Linked DNA regions of Gasterosteus aculeatus: region 1 is linked to region 2. A link is a contact called in public Hi-C data. All regions are on one chromosome and are shown on one strand. The core of a region is the stretch at or near the end of the contact, and the rest is flanking DNA. Distances in the headings are between cores, read along the strand shown. Region 1 overlaps man1a1 (mannosidase, alpha, class 1A, member 1). Region 2 overlaps fam184ab (family with sequence similarity 184 member Ab).

Evidence for each region. A called contact is a pair of places that touch in the nucleus more often than the background predicts.
Region 1: a contact with region 2 is called in a Hi-C map of skeletal muscle, with 10 times the contacts expected there. The contact joins two enhancer-like sites. A contact is called at or near these places in 5 of 6 Hi-C or Micro-C datasets (liver, skeletal muscle, tail fin and 1 more).

Annotation. Positions count from the first base shown.
Region 1 is chr18:5,454,398-5,459,603 of fGasAcu3.hap1.1, reverse strand. man1a1 (mannosidase, alpha, class 1A, member 1) reads left to right here. Exons shown (of 12, transcript XM_040160450.2): 12 at 307-4,305. The coding sequence ends at 433. Among protein-coding and RNA genes, the nearest start is that of fam184ab, 19 kb to the right of the region's middle. Within about 2 kb of position 3,368, at least 1 of the 9 cell types and tissues checked has open chromatin away from gene starts, as enhancers often do. A contact at or near this core is called in liver, where this site is marked.
Region 2 is chr18:5,336,756-5,341,993 of fGasAcu3.hap1.1, reverse strand. It overlaps fam184ab (family with sequence similarity 184 member Ab), which reads left to right. Exons shown (of 21, transcript XM_040160480.2): 18 at 1,470-1,616. Among protein-coding and RNA genes, the nearest start is that of ptrhd1, 13 kb to the right of the region's middle. Within about 2 kb of position 2,438, at least 2 of the 9 cell types and tissues checked have open chromatin away from gene starts, as enhancers often do. A contact at or near this core is called in liver, where this site is marked.

The DNA of each region.
Region 1 (5,206 bases), core at 2,119-4,618, 120 kb before region 2:
TAACAATCTCACATGAATGGTGAGTTGGAAGAAAGGATATTTTGGACAGACGTGACTGGCCTGAATGAGGCATTCAGCCGCAATGCGGCAATTCTACTTCTCTAATAACTCATCTGGTTCTTTCCCCAAAATGGTCAGCCCAAATTTTTTCTTTCCCATGGTATTTTTGTGTCGTTGGGACACACTTGAATAGTAAGTTTTGGGGGCGTGTCCAAGTGCACATGCTACTTTGGCGCCTACAGTGTACATGCTGTGTTAACGGGTACATCTCCTCGCGATAACCTCTTCCCTCTCTGTCTCCTCCAGGTATCTCTACCTGCTCTTCTCCGACGACGACCACCTGCCGTTCGACCACTGGGTGTTCAACACCGAGGCTCACCCTCTGCCCGTCCTCAAGAAGGACAAGACGGACATCCCCAACGAGGTGGAGTAGCCCTACGCCGACGCCCTGACGCACGCGAGAACCTGTGATCCTGTACGCCTGAGCCTGCAGACGTCCGTGTGACACCACTTTAGCCATTTGGATCCCAGAACGTTGCAGGTGCCCTTTGATTGGGTTTTCACTTTATCTTTTTTTTGGGGGGGGGTCAAAACAGAAATCAGTGGGTGTTTTTTTACATTCATGCATCATGAGCGCGTCACACTCTGACTGTGTCGTTCCCTTACGTGGCGATTTTCGTTCTCCCCTCGTTGTTTTGATCTCCTTCAGAGGGCCCAATCTGACCCATTGTTGCATTATTCCTCTGTGATTTTGTTTTTAGTAGCTCAAGTTTTTTGTGAAGCAGGACACTGACAGATGTGATTATCCGTCATCTCCCTCACGTGGATATTTTGGACCCGAGCTGCGGGCACCAAAACGCAGTCTCATCGGAGGGTCACGAGGCCGACATGGCGAGCAGAAAGACGCTCCGTCCGCTTCTCCTACCGCTTCAACATCTGGACGAGCACCGCTTCCTCCTGTGCCAGCACCTCCAGGCCTGCAGCCTTTATTTTTTAAATGCGTGGTTGTCTCCGTGGAAGCGAAGGCGAGGCGCTTTTTAAAGGCCCGCAGGACTTAAAAATGGCCGACTGCTCCTTCCTTCCGCTGAGGCACGATGTATCGGCCTGGCAGTAATTTCACTCCCTCCCCAGGCCCGCTACCACCACCACCTCTCACCCGGTCTTCGTCTCGCTTTTTGGAACCTAGATTTTGTTCTCCTCCTCACATAATTCAGGGGATTGACGAATACGGGGCTTTATTCAATGCCAAAAAACAACAAAAAAAAGTGATTAAAGGGTTCTGACAGTAAAAAGCATGAAGATGCGTTTGACTGTGAGATGTGCTAGGTCGAGGAGCCCTGCGGATATTGAAAGGAATACGTTTGGTATCGATATCCCATAAAACACCCTCTGCAGATGTTAATACCAAGAAGCTTGTAAGAACCCAAACTGAAAGTCTCCCCCAAAGATCAAACCTACAAGCAAACCTGCTTCCTGTCTGCGTCCACCGGTTGTGGCGCGGGGCGGCCTGCAGGACCTTCCCTCCTCTGTGAGGAGATGCTGTCACAGTCCACCCCCCCCCCCCCTCTGCATAAGCCACGCTGACTCCAAGCAGCTTTACCATTCCGCTACCGTGAAAACTATTGTGTTCTTGCCGTTGGTCATTTTTCCTCAAACTACCAAATCATCCAAGTGGGTTATTTAGTTGGAGTTAGATTTCTCTGCAGCCGGATCAAATCCAGTTTAGTTTTCCATTTAGTGCCTTCACTATTGGGAACGGGGAGTCGGAGCCAGCAGCAGCTCACACTCGGAGTGAAAGTCCCCCTGTCCCTTCAGGATCGTAGCAAAACAACACACTGACGGAGAATTTCTGCTTTTTTAGGACTTGATATGTATTGTAGCTTTGGTTTAAGAGTAGCCCAAAGTCCAAAGGTCCATCTGAGGATGACAAAGTGATTCTTTTCTGGCTCCAGAGGGCAGTGATTAAAAGCTGGGATTGATTCCCTGGCCCACACTGACATCTAGTGGTGGGATCTTGGGCTGAGTAACACCTGTCTGGAGTCAAACATTCTGGTGGGAATCACATGTATATCGGGCACTATTAAATGATGTTGTTGATTTTCCAAACTGTTGGAAGAAGTCTTAAATCCCTCAATTTTAAATCTGCATCCCTGGATCTTTTAAGAGTTTCTATTCGGTTCCTTTTTGGCGGTTTGAAAAGGAAAAGTCCGTAATCTTTTGGGGACACCTGCTAGATGCTACTGGGACTCGTGGTTTTAGCGTTAAACCAAATTTGAACCAAACAATGCTGTGATGGAGTCAAGTCTCAAGTGGAACGCCCCGTACATCCAAATCTGTTGATTTACCTGTTGGACGACGTTGTGATGAGTAGTTTACACTTTATTAAGCTGTCTAAATGTAGAAGCGAAAAGGGTTAGGAGACTCACTCATTCAGCTTCATAAGGAAATGTTCAAATACAAAGAGTTTGAGCTGCAAACACTGATCACAAAGCTTAGCTGGATGTCCAACACAAGCTGAGCTGTGCTCCTCACTGTACAGACGGCCGCGTCCTCGGGTTTAATCCCTGGTGTTTGTTTGGTTCCAGTTGATTCGGAGGCATTTATTACCCATGTGGTGTTGTCTTGTAACCGTTGATTTTTGCTGATTGTGTTAATTTATTCTGTAGAGGTGAACAGAGGACTTTAGGGTTTGGAAGCTGACACCCAGGTGGCACTGTGGCTTCATAACTGGACCTTAAACCTTTTGTGGGCAATTGCATATTTGTCCACCTAATAAAAAAAGAAAGAAAGAAAGAAAAAAGACATTCCGAACTGATGTCGGAACACGATTAAAAGGTCCTCTGGGTCTTTTATTTGTTGACATCAACGATTCAACAATGTACATTACACAATGTCTCAAGATGATTACACATATAGATGTTTAGAGATATAGAGATACATACTGATGCTATCGGCAAGGAACTGTTGCTACACATGCAACCTTTTAAAGTGATGTTAGCAGAATAATTTGGTTGATTCCAGAGAGATGAACCTGGGATCAACCAAACAACTTTACAGCAGGATTGAATCGTATGAATGTACCATCCAATGTGAAGTGAAGAATATTTTATGTGCTTTTTTTCTTTTCTTTTTGTGCTCTTTGTGCTCACTTCTCTGTGCTTTTGGGTTTGTTTGTTTTTGCTTTGTGTCATCTCGGAAAGCACAAAAATGCATGAACGAGGCGGAGAAGAAGCAGCGACGACATGCCGTTAATGTAGGAAGTGATCCACGTCCGCCATGCGAGGCCAATCGCTGCACATTACACTGTTCTCCTGTCCGACACAGATGGAGAACCATGGAGGTACAGGAATATTCAGCAACAAAGTACAAGCCAGATCTGTTGTATCCTTCACTGTACAGTAGTGTGGAGACACCAGAACTGCTTTATACGAATACAGAGAAGAAGCTGCTTCTGAGCTTCATCTCAGTTTTGGTTGAAATGGAGACACTGAGTCAGCTGCACCAGCTCGCAGAGATTCAAATCTTTAGAGGCGTGATGACATGCGGTTGGATATCCGCTGGGAGCCGCGCTGGGGAACATGAGCAGATTTTGTGGTTTCCGCTCACGGGACGCCGGTCCGGTCCTAAAGAGGAAGCTTTTTCCGTTTGAGCCGTCGCTGTGAGATCTGCTTCCGCCTCAGAGTGACATCACGCTCGTTTCCATACGCAGAATTTATTTTGATTTTTTTTCCAACAAGGTTGAAATGTCTTTTTGGTGATTTTCTGAATATTGTGTTGATGATCTGTTTCGTTCCAATGACTGTTTATTGGTGGATATTAAAGGGGAATGCCAACTTATGAATTCTAACAGAAGTGGATCCTAGTGAACAGGCACCACTTGGGAAACTTCTAATTTATGAACACTGAAATCTTTAATCTTCACCCGAGTGGTGTTTGATCACTTTACATAACTGACCGGTCAACATAGACAGAATTTGTAAAACGGTTGGCGTTTCCCTTTAAAGGTTTACTTATGTGAAATCAACCTCAGAAATCTTTCTGTACAAAATATTGCTGATAATCATTCCATTGCACATAGTTTACGTTGCGTTTTAATGCAAAATCTTAATTTTGTGGGGAAATCTGTTTTATTGTGTTAATATTATTGAAAAATGTAAATATTCCGTTCTGGCAAATGGGCCGTTCTACATTTATATAAAAAAAATCTTCTGAGTTTATCGATTAAAATGATATTAATAAGCAGGAGACTTTTTAATAAACTATATTTGTTACACTTCTATTGTGAATAAAATAATCTTTTAATAAGCGTTGGTTTGAGATTTTGTTCTTTCCGACCTGCTTCATTTAACGTTTCAGCTTATCTGAACACATTCACTTATTCATTTGCAGTTTTTACTGACTTCAATGTTTCGAGCCGGGAATAAAATCTGAAGTTAATAAACGATCACATGCTAATGATATTCCTGCAATTTGTGCTGATTAACTGATCAATTCCTGAGAGCTTTAACATGTTTGCTGTAAACCCTTCTTCCTCCCCTTCAAAAGAAAACCCTTTGCCACACAAAATATTATGCAGAAACAACAACTGATTCATTTTGAATAAATGCCCGTATGAGTCACCGTTTGTGCTCGCTGTGTGCCGGTCGGCTGTGAGTGAAGCATCGAAGCTCTCCAACAAATGAGTCCAAAGAATAAAGAATGCAACGCCGGGTCATTTTTGTTTTAGAGTTTCAAAAAAATGACTAATTAGGACGCGACCAACACCAACCACAGGCACCAGAATTTACCATATATATATATATATATATATATAAAATAATATATATATATATATGTTATATATATTATTATTACTTATTATTATTAATATATATATATATATATATATAATAGGGTGTGAAAGCCTTTATGTCCATCAGGAAGGAAGCAAGTTAGCCCCTGAGTTAGGATTTTGTTTCAGCATGTTTGTCATGAAACTTTTGAGTGAGTTTCAACACAAAAGGAAGGAAAAGAGGCCACAGATTTTCGAATAATAGCCCTCAGCCTGGTGTGAAGGTCATCCGTAGTTCTTCACTACCTTCGAAATGATTTAAATATCCCAAGTTCCTAAAATAATCTTCACGCAGGTACGTTTAATGCTGTCGTGCACCAAGGAGCCATTTCCCCAAACCGCAAGTCCTACATTAGAATAAATCCCAACTAACGA
Region 2 (5,238 bases), core at 1,189-3,688:
TTTCAGCAGGTGAATTCTAGATGTGCACTGTTTGCACATCTAGAACTCTTTGCACCCGCTGTTCACTAAAATGACTTCAGGTGAATCGGTGAATTGGACCAGCAACACAGAAAACAAAAATAAATACATCATCATTGACATCATTTCAGGATGGTTTGCCGACCTTTTTTTGTCATGTGGGTTGTGGTGCGGGACCCAAGAGTAGAAATGGTTTAATAGTCTTTATTAGCACGAACCAGGGGCTATGAGGAGCAGGCTGGAGGAATGGCCGAGAAAAAGAAAGCACAAGAGAGAAAAAGAAAAGCCCGGATAAGGAACCCCCCCCCGAGCAGTGTCAGGAGCAATTGATTAGTGAAGTTTGTTTAGGGTAAAAGAAAAAGTGGAATCTATAATCATGTTTTTCACTGGAGCACTATTAATGTTTTTAAAGTGCCATGTGGCTAATATGGCCGAGCTACTCGTATATGTTCTACACGTGAGTTTGTTTGATGACTGCTCCCACGGTGCCTTACCCATTTATTGCTTCATGTGTTGCTGGTCCTTCATATATATGCGTCCTCTCTCTCTCTCTCTCTCTCTCTCTCTCTCTCTCTCTCTCTCTCTCTCTCTCTCTCTCTCTGCTTCCGTTATGTAACTCCCCATCTGAATCCTGGTCACAGGGCTAAAAATAGGCCGATAAATAAATAAAGAGGAAGCAGGGAGAGATAATATGTGCGGCCCTCGGGGAGCCCCGTCAGAGTGAGAGGCGGACAGACATCCTCCTTCAACCCTCACATCCCTTTCCTTTCATCAGCCTTTTTTTCATTTAATTACTATCCTCTTTTATTCCCATTTCCCATCCTCCTTTCTTTTTGCTCCTTTTCCTCCCGTAGTGAAACCCTCTAGTTGTGCAAACCGAACATTTCTGGATAAGATTGGTCATTTACTAAATTTAGTTTTACATTCATTTGTACACTAGTGACTGACAGACCATATTTATGTTTGTGTGCATTTTCATATTATCGTATCTGCGGTCATTTTGTACGTACATTCATAGTACAAAAGGTTTGTTATACTTCAACCACTAAGGGACTTACTTACTCTATCCTAATGTTTGAGTTGACTGTAACTGGTACGGCTTCATTCAAGCAGCTTCATGAAAAGGAAGGATGGTTTAGTGTTGGTATGTTGATATTTTCTTTCTTTCAACCCATGGCACATAACAGCCATGGTCACCAAAGATGTGTCAGAGCTCAATTTTCTATTTGATGGTACTTATATTTCACAAAGTAAAGTCTTAATAGAGCTACATTTATCGGTTCTGTTACTAGTTTCTTTAACAGAAAATGCAATTGTATAATCTGTAAATAATTAAATAAATGGAACACTATGAATTGCTGTTGATTTAACTTACAGTGTATAACTTCTAAAAATGGGGTCCACCTCAGTGAAACTGAGTGACACTTAACCCTCCGCTCTCTTTTCCACAGAGCTCATGAACAAGAGTTGACGAAGAGGCACGAGAGAGAGCTCACTGAAATGAGCGTTGTCCACAGCAGAGAGACGCAGAACATGCTGTCAGACTTCAACAAGGCACAGGAAGTGCTCAAGGACAAGATCTCCGCCCTTCAGATACTGTATGTACACACTGTAAACACACTGTGTGCTTGTGCGGTCTTCAGACCACTGTGCATCAATGAGGGGCACGGACGAGTGACACTTGCGTCATTGTTAAATCATGATTACTGTGTGCAGCAGTCAAACTATTCGTCCTAGATCCAATTGAGCACATCAAATGTGAGAAAAAAGACGTCATCTTTTCCACTCGTCAGTGATCTTACGCAATCACGGCATCATGTGAAAATGTCTCCATGAAATCAAGGGTTTAAGAAAGAGAAACACAAATGCATACGTTGCTTCGAGCTCCTGAATCCATAGTCATGTGGGGGAATGTGCCTTTATTTTGCTAAAACTGTGCACACTTGTTTGACAAGTGTTTTGCAACTTGATACCTGATTTGTATCAAAACCTTTCCTTTTAGGAGTAAAGGTAAGTGTCAGTTTCATACGCTGTATTTTCTCTGAGTCAACATGATGTGCGTCAACATGGTTGCGTCACATAAACTGTAAGAACTGCCAAGCCTGCCGGACATTTTGCTTTTCACATGGCTTGAGCGGGGTCTGATGTGTTTTTTGGTAGTTGATGACCAAAAAACAAAAATGGATTTAACTGTTCAAATGTGTTATTATGTTGCCCCAACTTCTATTTAAAGATAGCTGTCTGAAAGCCCTTAACGGCAGGGAACTGAAATCTTTTTATTGCCCTCTTCAAAGCCACCCTTTACTTTGAAGAACACGGGAATCGCTCCTCTGCCGCTGTCTCGACCGGTTACTCTGGTGTTGATGTGGGAGTTTCCCATCCACACAAACCTGTCCTATCTTATCCAGGGCAGAACATTGCTTCCATGCCGGTACTCCTGTCTGCTTCTGAAAACTCTGAGCACGTCAGCCACTATCTAAGTTATTGTATTATAAACGTAGCAAAAGCCCTAGTGCAGAGACCCAGGTCAGGTCCCTGGAGAACATTCATTTTCACCTGTCCTTGGTGTCATTGGCTCTGGCTGTACTGCGTTGTTGATTTGACGGTTTTGCGTGTCTGATTTGCTTCATTGACACAACCCTGCCTAAAGAGCTCCCTTTTAACCCTCATCACTTCAGTAATGAATGCATTTTATAATGGTAATGGTTTCATTATATACTGAATATTTTGGGCATGAATAGTGTGTTATCATGACGCATGCCAGGAGGTTATTGTTTAGGATTTCACTCCCCTGGTGAGGTCATTTTCAGTGGTTGAGAAATAGAACATTGGAATTATTCACTTTTGAAAAAAGAAAAGCTCAGCTGTTTGGCAAAATGTATTCTGCCAAATGAAGTAACTTCCGTTGACAGATCAAAAATCCTTCGGCGTAGGCCTCGCAGGGATCAAAGATCGAAGTTATATAAGTATGGAATAAAGATCAAGAATGTTTAGCTCAGTAAGTAAAGAAGACAATCATTTTTTTACTGAATACGTAGAAGTGAATTTATATTATTGATGACATGCAGTGGGAGTGTAGGAAGTGATGAAGCAAATGCTGCAATGTATCGATAGAAGGGAAGAACACAAGAGAAAGCTGTGGGGATGCAGCACGTTGAGCAAAAGAGTGTGCATGAGATGTGACGTTGCTGTGAATCTCTGAATGCCGGTGCATTCAGAGCAGAGGATGGATGGAGAAAGAAATGAAGAAAGGAGTTGAAAGGTACATTTTGCCGCTGGGCAGTGGAGGATGTCGGGTCAGAAGGGAAATTAACCAAACCTCAAGAGAAAACAATAGTTTCTGAGATGGAGAGAAGAACATTGATATAAAAGAGAATAAGATTTTTTAAAAAGAAATGGCATATGGAAAACTCTTGTGGGTGTGTGTTGGATTCAGAAGACGTGCGGCCAGCTAACATCCTCATCAGAGCTGACCTCCTTTTACTTTGAGTCAGCCGGGAGCAAAGCGCCACCTGCCTGACCAAAGAGGACGTGCATCTATTCAGAGCATGTTTGCTGGGAAATATTAACATCTATAAAAAAAATCCATATTAAGACTTAATTAAGACTGTTACTACACAAACACTAATGCACAATATCTATTTATATAGAGGGTGTGACGTACAATGGACAATTAGAGACCTAAAAACACAAACGTAAAAAAGAAAATAATCCACAAAATTTGACAAGGAAAGTCAGGAATCCATTGGCTCATTTAGCACACCCCTGTCATAGATAGATAACACCATTAGAGCAGTGCAGAGTGCAAATTTCACACCTCTGCCAGGTGTGTATTTTACAAATGAATACAACCCAAAATTGTGATCGAGACATTCATGTCTCCCTCTGGACATATTGCAATTACTTTGTTCAGGACTTAACTTTTCATTACGCATCATTATCATATGTAACATAAAGGCTTAAGGCTCCAGTCCTGGCTCCGCGGCTCGTTCCCCCGAATCCTCCAGTCCCGGCTCCCCGGCTCGTTCCCCCAAATCCTCCAGTCCTGGCTCCCCGACTCGCTCCCCCGACTCCCCCTGTCCCGGCTCGTTCCCCCGACTCACACAGCTAAAACTAGGATAACCAATAGCTACAGGGGCTGTTCAGTGTTACAGGGCTACTGCACGTGGATTTTTGCCTGACACAATGTGACTGATGTTTAGTGTTGATCAGAGTGATGGCAAGCTGCAAGAAAGACTGGATGCGTCTGGTTGTTTTAGCGTACAGTGGTCTGTGGCTCCATAGTGGATGGAACGGGTAGTTTCCTGGGGGAGGGGGGGTCGCCATGAATGAGTCCTGAAAAGGAAGCCAGGAAGCACCGAAGTAAATTTATTTTGATACAGACAATTTCTGCAAGTCAAGTAGATCAACAAGACAGAATTCTTAAAAGACAGCTAGGAATTGAGCTGCAGTATAAGGGAGAGTGTCCACAAAGCATTTACACCGGCAGGGCCTTTCTGAGAAGGACGGAGATCAGTGCTCAATGAGAGTGCTCGGACCCCCTGATGCTCCCTGTATGTCGCATACCTAGTTCCTGCCAGGCGCAGACACTGGGTCAGCAGCAAAGGAGGCTCTGATGCTCAGGCCACCCACAAAATGACCCGTCTCACGGGAGCAGCCCGATAAATTGTCTGTCGGGGGGACAGACGGACCAGCACAACGGCAGACAGTTCATCTGATGGAAAGTGCAGATCAGCGTGTATCTGTATCACTGAGCGGGGAGCTAGAATGGCTGCTCCTGTCCAGCACCATTCACTCCTTTGGCAGAGCTTGGTTTATCTGGAAGACAAGCTGTCACGGCGCCTGGCCTTTACAAGAGTGCGACTTCAACCTGTGGCATAAATGTCACACAGACCCCCCCCCCCCCTCAGCCGCTTGGGATGTGACGGTGTGGGAGGTAGAAGGCTGTTCAGCTCACTGTCACATAAAGAATCGGTGAAACAGCTGAACATGCTGGGAAAACGCTCTGCGGCCCTCCAGAAATGTAGTTCCATGATTCGTTTTCAATTTTACGTTTGTTTGTTTATTTTTGTTTAAACAAACAAGTCATTTTCTTGCTATTATTGTTGCCCCTTCAAGGATCAGCTCGTCTGCTCAGCGATCTTTAGCGGTTGTTGCGTTTGGGTAAAATGGAGTGTGAAAAGAGCCTGAGGGAGGATTTCTCGGAAAAAACCCTTTAAA